Regions from separate parts of the Gossypium raimondii genome. Here all the other regions are linked to region 3. The links are chromatin contacts, called in public Hi-C maps. All regions are on one chromosome and are shown on one strand. The core of a region is the stretch at or near the end of the contact, and the rest is flanking DNA. Distances in the headings are between cores, read along the strand shown. Region 1 holds the start of LOC105793849 (1,4-alpha-glucan-branching enzyme 1, chloroplastic/amyloplastic). Region 2 holds the start of LOC105793859 (high mobility group B protein 3). Region 3 holds the start of LOC105793854 (probable serine/threonine-protein kinase PIX13).

The links. Hi-C and Micro-C count contacts between places; a contact is called where the count stands out from the background.
Region 1: a contact with region 3 is called in a Hi-C map of leaf, with 3 times the contacts expected there. The contact joins the promoter of LOC105793849 here to the promoter of LOC105793854 in region 3. A contact is called at or near these places in 2 of 2 Hi-C or Micro-C datasets (both in leaf).
Region 2: a contact with region 3 is called in a Hi-C map of leaf, with 2.0 times the contacts expected there. The contact joins the promoter of LOC105793859 here to the promoter of LOC105793854 in region 3. A contact is called at or near these places in 2 of 2 Hi-C or Micro-C datasets (both in leaf).

The regions. Positions count from the first base shown.
Region 1 is chr3:21,339,062-21,342,853 of ASM2569854v1, reverse strand. LOC105793849 (1,4-alpha-glucan-branching enzyme 1, chloroplastic/amyloplastic) reads left to right here and starts at 2,304. Exons shown (of 15, transcript XM_012622708.2): 1 at 2,304-2,499; 2 at 2,630-2,731; 3 at 2,906-3,116; 4 at 3,254-3,323; 5 at 3,400-3,669. The coding sequence starts at 2,416.
Region 2 is chr3:21,732,175-21,736,053 of ASM2569854v1, reverse strand. It overlaps LOC105793859 (high mobility group B protein 3), which reads left to right and starts at 2,217. Exons shown (of 8, transcript XM_012622718.2): 1 at 2,217-2,376; 2 at 2,463-2,512; 3 at 2,635-2,742; 4 at 2,973-3,030; 5 at 3,131-3,175; 6 at 3,265-3,345; 7 at 3,423-3,515; 8 at 3,609-3,855. The coding sequence starts at 2,472. The coding sequence ends at 3,626.
Region 3 is chr3:21,479,610-21,483,111 of ASM2569854v1, reverse strand. It overlaps LOC105793854 (probable serine/threonine-protein kinase PIX13), which reads left to right and starts at 1,610. Exons shown (of 6, transcript XM_012622714.2): 1 at 1,610-1,869; 2 at 1,956-2,323; 3 at 3,096-3,231; 4 at 3,332-3,471. The coding sequence starts at 1,815.

The sequences.
Region 1 (3,792 bases), core at 1,055-3,554, 140 kb after region 3:
AAATAACAAAAAAATTATGTACTTTTCAAAATATAGCCAAACCTCTCTATAACAACATTTAACGAACTAATTTTTTATGTTTTATTTTAACTTCTATAACAACTTTTCACTTATAACAACAACATCCATGATTATGAAGCACGTTCTTATTAAATTAGTTCTTTCAAACAAGAGGTTGTTGAAAATAAGAAAAATTTTAGCTATTTTATATAGACAGTCCTATTGATTATAATTTATTAAATAAAATTATCTTAATTAAAATATTATTTTAATAAAATGTTTAAATTTCACATGAAAATTTTTTAATAATAATCTTCAATGAGTGGAATTTTTATATCAATTCAATAAACTATTAAGTTTGCTAATTAAATATTCTACCATAAATTTGGACAACCATAAACTTGTAAATTAATTACTTGAATTTAATAGCTCATGATAAATTAATTAATTTAATTTGATAACTCATATCAATTAAAAAACCAGTTAGATTTATGAGATTCGAATTGATAATGTGAAAGACTATAAAATAAAAAAATGCATAAATGCAATAATGTATGCACTTGCTATATGTCTTTTAAATTTGTTTATTTGATTCTCACTTTTTTTAACATAATTTTACTTTCTTTATTTGATGGAAATTCGATATATGAATTTAAGGGTGAGCAAAACTCGGTTTGATTCGAAAAACTCGATAAAAATTCAAATTTTGAATTAAATAGTTCGAGTTAATCGAGTTATTCGAATAAACTCGAATAAAAAAATCAAAATTTTCGGTTTAACTCGAATGTGAATTATACAATTTGAGTTATCTGAAAATCCAAATAAAAAAAAAAGGTAAAACTATATTGTTTTGATAAATGTTTACCTATCAGCCTTACTTATGTAGTTAAATAATCTTGTACTTCTCCTACTATTTAAATAATCAATCTATATAAATGCAATATTGAGTATAAATAATATGATTCTAAATAATCAATCTATATCAATCTATATAAATCCAAATAACTCGACTTGAAATTTTTTGAGTTGATTCGAAAAATTTTCAAATTGAGTTTGGTTGTTAAAATAGGATTCATCAACTCCACTAACTCGAAATTTTTTGACTCAATTCGACTCGACTCGATCGAATACTCACTCCTATATGAATTCTATTGTAGGTTTATAACAATTATTTCTTGATAACAATTTATTATTATAGGTGTATAACAACTACTTTTTTATAATAAGCAAAATCAGGATTAATTAATTAAAAATAAATAGTTATATATTTATATATATCAAATTAATAAAAATTAAATCCTGCATTGCGAATTCCTAATTTTAATATAAAACAAAAGAGAATGAATTGGATAAAAAGAAAGGAACGTGATTTTTCTTTCCATAATAACCAATAAGATCGGAGCATTTTGATCATCTCGGCTTCTTCAATTCTCACTATTGCAGTAGAAGAAAAAGTGGGATTTATTATAATTAAAATTTTAATTCATGAATTTTAACGGCAGCTGAGTTGTAACGTGTGAGTTTATGCTTTGTCTCTTCCGGAAGGCATCCCAATCATACGGAAAATTACAGAAATGGAAGGACATCCTTTCAACTGTAACACTTTCTTTTTTCAGCTGAATTTGGACATGACCGATAAGAAAAGGTAAAATAGACCATTAGTCACTAAACTATAGATAAATTTTCATTTTGGTCACTTAACTAAAAAAGTTATAATTTGGTCATTGAACTATTTGAACTATTAAAATTGATGCTATATGGTTTTTTTATTTGCACTATCTGCATCAATCGAAAGCTCTCTTCCCCTTTCTCTTCTACAATTTAGTTTTTTTTATGAAACAACTTTAGACATCACGAATCTACGAACCAAAATTCAAATAATTTTTTCTCTAATCTTCAACATTGATCATCAGATCAACTCAAATAAAATGTATGTTCTTCTACTCGTCGATGGGTATTGATCTATTCTACTGATCATCGAATAGTCACTTGGAGCTCATGGCGGAACTTCAAAAAAAAAAAACTTTACAGCCTCATGACTTAAATAAAATTTTTTTCAATAGTTCAATGACTTAAACTAAAATTTTTGAATAGTTAAGTGAACACATTGTTACTTTTTTAGTTAAATGATCAAAATAAAAATTTACCTATAATTTAGTGACTTATGATGTAGTTTACCCATAAGAAAAAAAATTAAAACTAATTGCTTATTATACGTTAAAAAAACCAACGGCCTAGATTTTATTGATGGAGACTTCCACATAAATTAATCAATTAATAAATAAGGGATTGGCGCTACTGCCAATCAATTGTGTTATGCTTTGCCTTCTGTTTAAACCAAACTTTGCTTGAAGGGAAAAATGGAACTGAGCTGAGAGAACTTTGAGGGGCTGAATCTTGCTTGGACTGGCAAAGATGCTGGGTTCGTTGAGTCTTCTCGTAGCAACGCCTTTTGCTTTTCGTTCTTTCTCACCTTCATCTAACAACAATCGCTCTTTGGTAATTGTTATTCGAACTTTTCTTCTTCTTCTTCTTCTTCTTGTTTTTACTCAAATTTCTTAAAACTAGACAATTTGCATGACGTTCTACTCCTTCCTTCCATAGCCGTTAAACTTGCTTGTATTTCCAGAGTTCAGGAACTAATCATCAAATTGCTAAACAACTGGCCACTGAATCCGGACGTGGATCCCAAAAATTGCTTCGGCGACATGTATTTCCAGTTTATCGAAGGGTATGATTTCCGTTTTCAATTCTTTTATGTGCTTGATTTTATTTTTCATGAATGCTAGTCCTAATTAGCCCTTGTGAAGATATTCCTCGCACATTGATGATGGTATTTTGGTGTTATCAAATATAAGTATTTTGGCGGTTGATTACATCATCTCTGCTCAACTTTCCCCTCCAGGTCAGTTATGGTTCTCCAATATCAGCTGTTATGATTGATGATAGTTCAACAATTACAACCTCCGAGGAAAACACGCAAAACATTGGTATCTTGGATATTGATTCTGCCCTCCGACCGTTTAAAGATCACTTTCAATATAGAATTAAGAAATTTGTGGATCAGAAAAATCTCTTTGAAAATTATGAGGGAGGCTTGGAGGAATTTGCAAAAGGTCATTCCAACGCTATTCGCTTCTTAATTTTCTTTTCTCAAAGGCTACTTCAATGATGAAATTGCTTGCTAGGTAGTAAATTCAATATTTTATATGTGAATGTTCAAACGAAATCCGTCTTTTACCCTCTTCTGTAGGTTATTTGAGATTTGGATTTAACAGAGAAGAGGATGGAATTGTCTACCGTGAGTGGGCTCCTGCTGCTCAGTAAGTTTTTGGTTTCTGAAACACAATTTTACTCAAAGTAATTGATTTCTTAGCTAGAGTCTTTTCCTTCATGAAGGGAAGCTCAAGTTGTTGGAGACTTTAACGGATGGGATGGTTCCAACCACAAGATGGAAAAAAATGAATTTGGCGTTTGGAGTATTAAAATTCCGGATTCTGAGGGAAATCCTGCTATTCCTCATAATTCAAGAGTCAAGTTCCGATTCAAGCATGGTGATGGAGTTTGGGTAGACAGAATTCCTGCTTGGATTAAGTATGCCATTGTAGACCCTACCAGATTTGGAGCACCATATGATGGTGTGCATTGGGATCCTCCACCTTCAGAAAGGTGCAATTTCCGCACATTTTATGTGATATATTTTGATACTGATGATATGATACATTAAAAGTAGAAGAAATATATATAGTCAACAACTGTGTCGTGTCTTGGCCAAAAAAAAAAAAAACTACT
Region 2 (3,879 bases), core at 968-3,467, 250 kb before region 3:
ATTAACTTGCTGAATTTCAATTATACTACGTACGTGTTAGATTATCTGTTAATACAAGTTGTCTTCTTGAATTATAATCCATCCACATAATGCAACTTAATATTAGTTAAACATTAGGCAATCAATGAACCAATATTTTCTTTTATTTTGTTTTGCATGCAAAAACCATTGAGGACAATAAACAAAAAAAAATTAATAATAATGATGGAGTTTTATTAAACTAATTTGTTTGAAAATTTTCAAGTACATAGACATAATCACTACACTAAAGACGCTAGATCCCAACTCCAGTTGCATTTATAGATTTGATTAATCGTATCTTCCAACAATATGTTGATAAATTTTTGGTGGTGTTCATTGATGATATTTCAACGTATTCGAGGTCCGAGGATGATAATGATAGACATCTCTGAGTTGTTCTACAGATTCTCTAAGAAAAGAAGTTATCTGTAGAGTTGAGTAAATGTGATTTCTAGTTGTCGAAAGTGATTTTTCTTGGTAATCTTATTTTGACGGTTGGTGTTAAAGTTAACCTTAAGAAGATAGAAGCTATCTTCGAGTGGAAGGAACCTAAGAATGTTACCGAGGTTAATAGTTTCTTGGGTTTTAGCTAGATTTTATTGTCACTTTGTTAAGGGTTTTTCCATGATTGCCACTCCGTTGAAGAAATTGTTGTAAAAAGGTAAGCCATTTGAGTGGAATGAGAAGCATCAGGAGAGTTTAGAGTAATTAAAGGCTATTTTAACTAAGGCTCTTGTTTTGAATCAATCAGAATTAAGGGAAAGACTATTGTTTACGATGATGCTTCATATACTGGTTTGGGATGTATGATGATGTAAAAGGGGAAGGTAGTGACATATGCTTCAAGGCAATTGAAAAATCATGAGTGGAACTATTTGACTCATGATTTAGAGTTGGTGATGGTGGTATTTGCATTAATGATATGATGACACCATTTATATGGTAAGAAGTGTTATATTTACATTAATTACAAGAGTCCCAAATATCTTTTAACTCAGAATAAGTTGAACTTGAGATAGTGAAGATGGATTGAACTATTAAAGGATTATGATTATTTTATTGATTATTATCTAGGTAAGACAAACGGTGGTGTTGATGCTTTGAGTAAGAAGTTGTTGGTGGACTTGAGAGCTATGTTTGCTTGGTTATAGTTGGTGGATGACGGTGGTCTTTTGGCTGAATTGCAAGTTAAGCAAATTAGAAGTTGTTAGCAAATTAGAGATAAACAATTGGTTGATGTGAAGTTGTTAGCAATGAGAAGGTAATTTGAGGAAAATAGAGCTAATGACTGTGATATCGATAATGATGGTCACTTGATGTTCTAAGAGAGGATTTATGTGGCTAGTGATGAGGAGTTGAAGCATGATATACTTCAAGAGGCTCACAACAGTTTCTATGCCATGCATCCTGGAGATAACAAGATGTGTCGTAATTTGAAAGGTTTGTATTGGTGGTTCGGTATGAAAAGGAAGGTTACCGAGCATGTTGCAAAATATTTGACTTGTCAACAAGTCACAGTTGAGCATTAGTTTCTATCAAGTTTACTTTAGTCGATTGCAATCCCAAATACGATGATTTTTTTGATTAGGCTGCCTTTGACTTTGAAGAAAAGATGAACAATTTAACTAATATTAGTGTGAAATATTTTCACATCGCTATGACAATGCGACTACCATGAAATAGCGACTGGTATACCACTATAGTGCTGCTTTTCGAAACCCTTCTTTGCACTGCCCAACAAGTCAATTACAAGCATTGAAAGAAGAAGGAATTCAAAGATTCCTAGCTTACAACCCTAGTGACAGTAAACGTAGCCTTACGATTCAATTAAAAGATTAGTATAAGTTTTGTTTTTAATCTTGGATGAATAGAGTAATTTGAGTGGCGGTGTGGCGTAAAGTTGAGCTGAAAATGGACTTGGGGAAATTTTTTGAGCCATTTTAAGGTCCATGTATGAAGGCCCTGAAATAAATGGATTGGGCTAGAATCAGGGGAAGGGCCCATTAAATCACGAATCAGGTGAGAGAGAGAAGAAGCACAGAGGAAGCACAACAAAAGAAAGAGGTGAGAATCTGGAAAGCCAAAAAGATTAGGAGTGACACAGCCAATAACATAAAAGCACACAGATCGATGGCGTGGCATGAAAATTCCAAATCCCGCCTAAACCCCCTCAATTCTCATTTCGCGTGCAATTGAATTTCAATTTGCCCAAAACTTAATATCTCCGCTTTCGAGTTTCGGCCTCTCAACTCTAGCCTCCTCTATTCTCAACACATCTCTATTTCTATCGCACTTTTATTCCCCTATTCCTCTCTCCCTCTCTCATCCGTAGCTCTAACCCTAGCCCTCTATCAGGTATTTCCCCATCGATTTTTATCGAATTTCCACTTCTTTCTATCGATTTCATCTGCTTTTTCACTCATCTGCGAATTCATTTGCAGGATTCAAACATGAAAGGAGGTAAATCCAAGTCGGATGCCAAGAGCGCCAAGTAAGCTTTTCTCCTTTCGGCTCTTCAGATCGCGTGTTCTAGGACCTCAGATCGTGATGTGTATTAACGTTTCCTATTATTTGACTTTTATTTTTATTTTTATTTTTTTGGTTCGTTTATAGGCTCTCCGTGAATAAGAAATCAACCACGAAAGCTGGAAAGAAATCGGGGAAGGCAGCTAAGGATCCAAACAAGCCAAAGAGGCCTGCTAGCGCCTTCTTCGTTTTCATGTAATCATTCATGATTCTCTCCTGTATTTGTCGGTTTTCTTTAAATTTTTTGGTTTGTTCCGTTTGCTTCGTGGAAAACTCTGGCCTTTATATTCTTCGTAAAAACCACAATCGAAGAGGTGAATTGAACGATTCTTCTTATGGTCAAAGCAAAGTTGATCTTCGAGGATGATTTTACTATTTACATTCATATTTCATCTAATTTTTTAATGTTGATTTCGTGATAAAAGGGAGGAGTTCCGCGAGCAATACAAGAAGGAGCACCCTAAAAACAAGTCCGTTGCTGCTGTAAGTATGAACATTTTCTTTTTTGGATTTTCTTACAGGTTTCTTTCCTTTTCCTTTTTTTATTTTGTTTTCTTAATTTCTCTTTTGGATTCAAATTCAGGTTGGCAAAGCTGGTGGAGATAAATGGAAGAGCCTTTCTGAAGCTGTAAGTATTTTTCTACGTTCAGCACTGAAAATAATCTTCAACATAGATGCAAATATGCATCATGATTAATGTAAAATATATGATTTTAGGAAAAGCGACCTTATGTTGATAAGGCCGAGAAACGAAAGGTCGAGTATGAAAAGAACATGAAAGCCTACAATAAGAGACAGGTAATTTGCTGTTATCTTTTGTTTATACATATAATTTGATGAGTTAAAAGTTAATAAACTTTTTGGATTAATTCCAGGCTGAGGGTCCCCAAGAAGATGAGGAGGAATCTGAGAAGTCTGTATCTGAGGTGAATGATGAAGAAGAAGATGATGATGAAGGCAGTGGAGACGTGAGTTGCAATTAGTATCAGTTTTGTGTCACTGATCTTCTGGCTTATTTTGGACCCTATTGATTCGGGTTTCTCTTTTTTTTGTAAATGCAGGAAGAAGATGATGAGTAGGAAAAATCCAGGGAGGATAGCATAATCAAACTAGGCTGTGATAGTGTTTGATCATCTTATGTTAATGCTTTTTAAATGCAAATTTCATTTAAGCAAAAATGTAACTCTGGATGCTGTTGGTTTCTTTTGACGTTTCGAAATTAATAGTTTTAGATGGGTAATTTGTTGCTACATGTACTTTGCATTTGAAGTTGAATGGCGTAAGATAGGTAAATCCTTTTCTAGAAAATTTGGTCCCTCTTTGTATGACTTT
Region 3 (3,502 bases), core at 361-2,860:
AATAGTAAAAAGTGAAGAGTATCTTGAAAATAGTACAATGTTTTAATTATGATTTAATTTTTAATATTATTAAAAAATTATTGATATATTAATTTTAATATGGTATTTGAAAAAAAAATTATTATATGTGAATTGTTAAATAAATTAGCATATTTAAATTATATTTAATTATTAGAATAACAAATTAAAAATTAATTAAAATAAGATATTATTTAAAATTAATTAAAAATTAAACGCGTAAAATCATATGCAATGAATGTGCCGTTAGAAACTAATTATATAAAAAAGACACTCTTTTTAAATTCCTTTTTATTTTTCTAAAACATTTTCATATTTGAAAATCAAATTAAATTTATATTAAATTGAAAATGGAACCAGTTTAAAAAAAATTTATACTAAAAATTATCTCAAAAACTCGAACTAAAAACTTTATTTAAATAATATACATATTCTCATCGCTTGATTTAGGGTGGGTTTGGATAGGCGATTGGGTATGGTGCGGTGCGTTTAGCCTACTTTTTGTCTCACGCTACAGTGTTGCTACAGTATCCAATCTCACCGCCACCGCTGTTTTTACACTAACTACAGATAAACGCACCGCCAATTCAAATTAACCCTTAGTCTATTTATCTTTCGCCTAATACATTGTCATTCAAAATAAAGTAAAAGATCGGAGGTTTAATGCAGGTCATGTCAATGTAATGAAATGAAAATGAAATTCATCTGAGTTGAATGAGCCAACGATAGGGCCCACTTAGAAGCATAGCATAGGGCCCACTTAGAAGCATAGTATAGGGCCCATCAAGAAGCTCAAGGCATCGGGAGGAAATTGCCGTTGACTTCCTCCTTCATTTTTTTTATATTAATTAATTTTCTATTGCTAGCTGTCATGATTTTTTGTTTTCAAATTTGGTTAAAAATTAAAATTATTTATTTCCCCTTCAATTTTATAAAAAATATTTTAATTTTTATTTAATTTTTTCTTTTAAAATTATGTTGTTTATCAAATTATCTCAAAGTAAACGAAAAAAATTAACGTCGGTTAATTTTCTTAATATGACATTCATGTAAGGTGATACTCTACATGTATTTCATAATAGTAATTAATTGATTCTTTTAAAATTAAAAATATTAAAAATATTTTTTAGAATTTTCATACTTTTAAATAATTTAATAATTTTTATAATATTTTTATATTTTTTAAAAATCAATTAATTATTGAGATGACATCTATGTGTATGCCAATTAAGCAAAGTTAATAGACATTAACTTTTCTATCTATTTTGAAATAATTTGATAAGTAATATTAATTTAAAAATTAAATAAAATGTTAAAATAAATTTTGTTTTGGTTTTTGAGCTGGAATTCTGATTTGTAAATTTGTAAGGATAAAACGAAAATCTAAAGTTTATATTAATTAAAGACTAATTTTTTATCACTCCAATTGTGATGAAGTCTTGTTGATAATTTTTTTATTAAATGGAGGGGGGGGGGGTAAGCAAATTGAAGAAAAGAGTGTAAAATGGGAGGTTGAAATGAGAAATAAGTGACAGAAACAAGAGGGGGCAGGAGGATTTGATTAGTATATAAAACCAAGGAAAAAGTCCAAACAAACACCAAGTCTCCATTACCCCGTTCTCCTCCACATCCCATCTACTTGGTTGCTTCGCCCCTCTTTCTTCTCTTCTTCCTCGAACCTCAAGAAAGCTTTTCTTTTTTCTTTTAAAGTCAATAATCCTTTTGTCTTGCTATATCTATTCAATCCCAAAGAAAAGATATCGAAATTGCAAAAAGAAAACAAGTTATCAGACCATATGGGGAACTGCTTTGGTACTCAAGTTGATCATCATAGCCAGCCACCCACCCCAGGTACGTACAAACAAACTTGCCTTGGAATTTCCGACAGCAGCAACCACCCCAACCAAACCAATTCATATGATTGAACACACATGCAGAAGATACGAAGAAGCTAAAGGACAGCAGCAACCAACATGGAGTGGTGCCACCTACAGGAAACAAAGAAAGCGGTGGCGGTGAAGGGAACGAAACAAGCAGTGGAAGAAGCAAGGAGGGCGAAGGAGGAGGAGTTCCGGCCAGTGGAAAGATTGTGAGCACCACCTTGAAAATATTCACTTTGGCAGAACTTAAGGCAGCCACCAGAAATTTCAGACCTGATACGGTGCTGGGTGAGGGAGGTTTCGGTAGAGTGTTTAAAGGTTGGGTTGATGATAAAACCTATGCTCCTTCTAAAGTCGGAGTTGGCATCGCTGTTGCCGTCAAGAAATCAAATCCCGATAGCTCTCAAGGCTTGCAAGAATGGCAGGTATTTTACTTTTTTATTTTATTTTATTTCTTATTTCCCATTCATTCTTACAAACATTTATCAACCATGTTAATTTCATTTTAGGACTCTTAATTAAATTCATTTTTATCTTTACTTTTAGTACTTTTAAAAAAAATAAATTTATTTTATTCTTAAGTTCGTGTATAATCAGAATAGTCATTATATGATTGAATGAAGAGGCGTAATTGATAATGTAAACACCAGCCAGCAGAATTATTTTGTTTTCCGAAATATACGGCGCCGTGTTATTTTATGTATACTTTTCTATGCTTTTATAATTTTGCCTCATTTTCCATGAGATAGTTGGAATTTTATACTGTATGTTCATGCAGGTTTAACACAATTGATTTATATTTTATGTATTCCCAGGTTCTCATTATCTACTTATTTATCAATGTTAGGTTTAGTTGGAGTATTTTTTTCTTTTACATGGCAATAATTCAATTTAACTAGTAATATTTAGTCCACTCTTATAACATATTTTTAGTTTTGAAACTTTTTGAAACTTTTTATTATTTAGTTTTAAGTTTAAATTTGTAGAAACTTTTTTTATTTTACATCTAACTATTATAATATAGATAAAATTTTTCCTCATATTATTACATTAGTGATAAATGAGTAGTAAAACTACATCAAATTATGCACTGAAATTTGCATTTTTATGTAAAGAAATGATTTTCAAGAATGGTTGCATATGATATGAATGCTTTGAGATTAAGTTGATTTAGGGAATAATATTGTGTGAGAACAGGCGGAAGTTAAATTCTTGGGCAAGTTCTGCCATCCAAATCTGGTAAAGCTGTTGGGATACTGTTGGGAGGAAAATCAGTTCCTGCTTGTCTACGAATACATGCAAAAGGGAAGCTTGGAAAACCATCTCTTTAGATGTAAGTAATTAAGGAAAAACACACATTGATCTATCATATTCATTAAACATGCTATTTTTCGAGAAGATTAAAGCTTATTTTATATGTAAACTCAATGCAGTAGGCGGAGCAGAGCCTCTTACATGGGAAACGCGGCTTAAAATAGCCATTGGGGCCGCCCAAGGCTTGGCTTTTTTGCATACATCAGAGAAGAGTGTAATCTACAGGGACTTTAAAGCCTCCAATATTTTGCTAGATGGGGTAAATTTAAAGCCCCTCTCTCTCTCTCTCT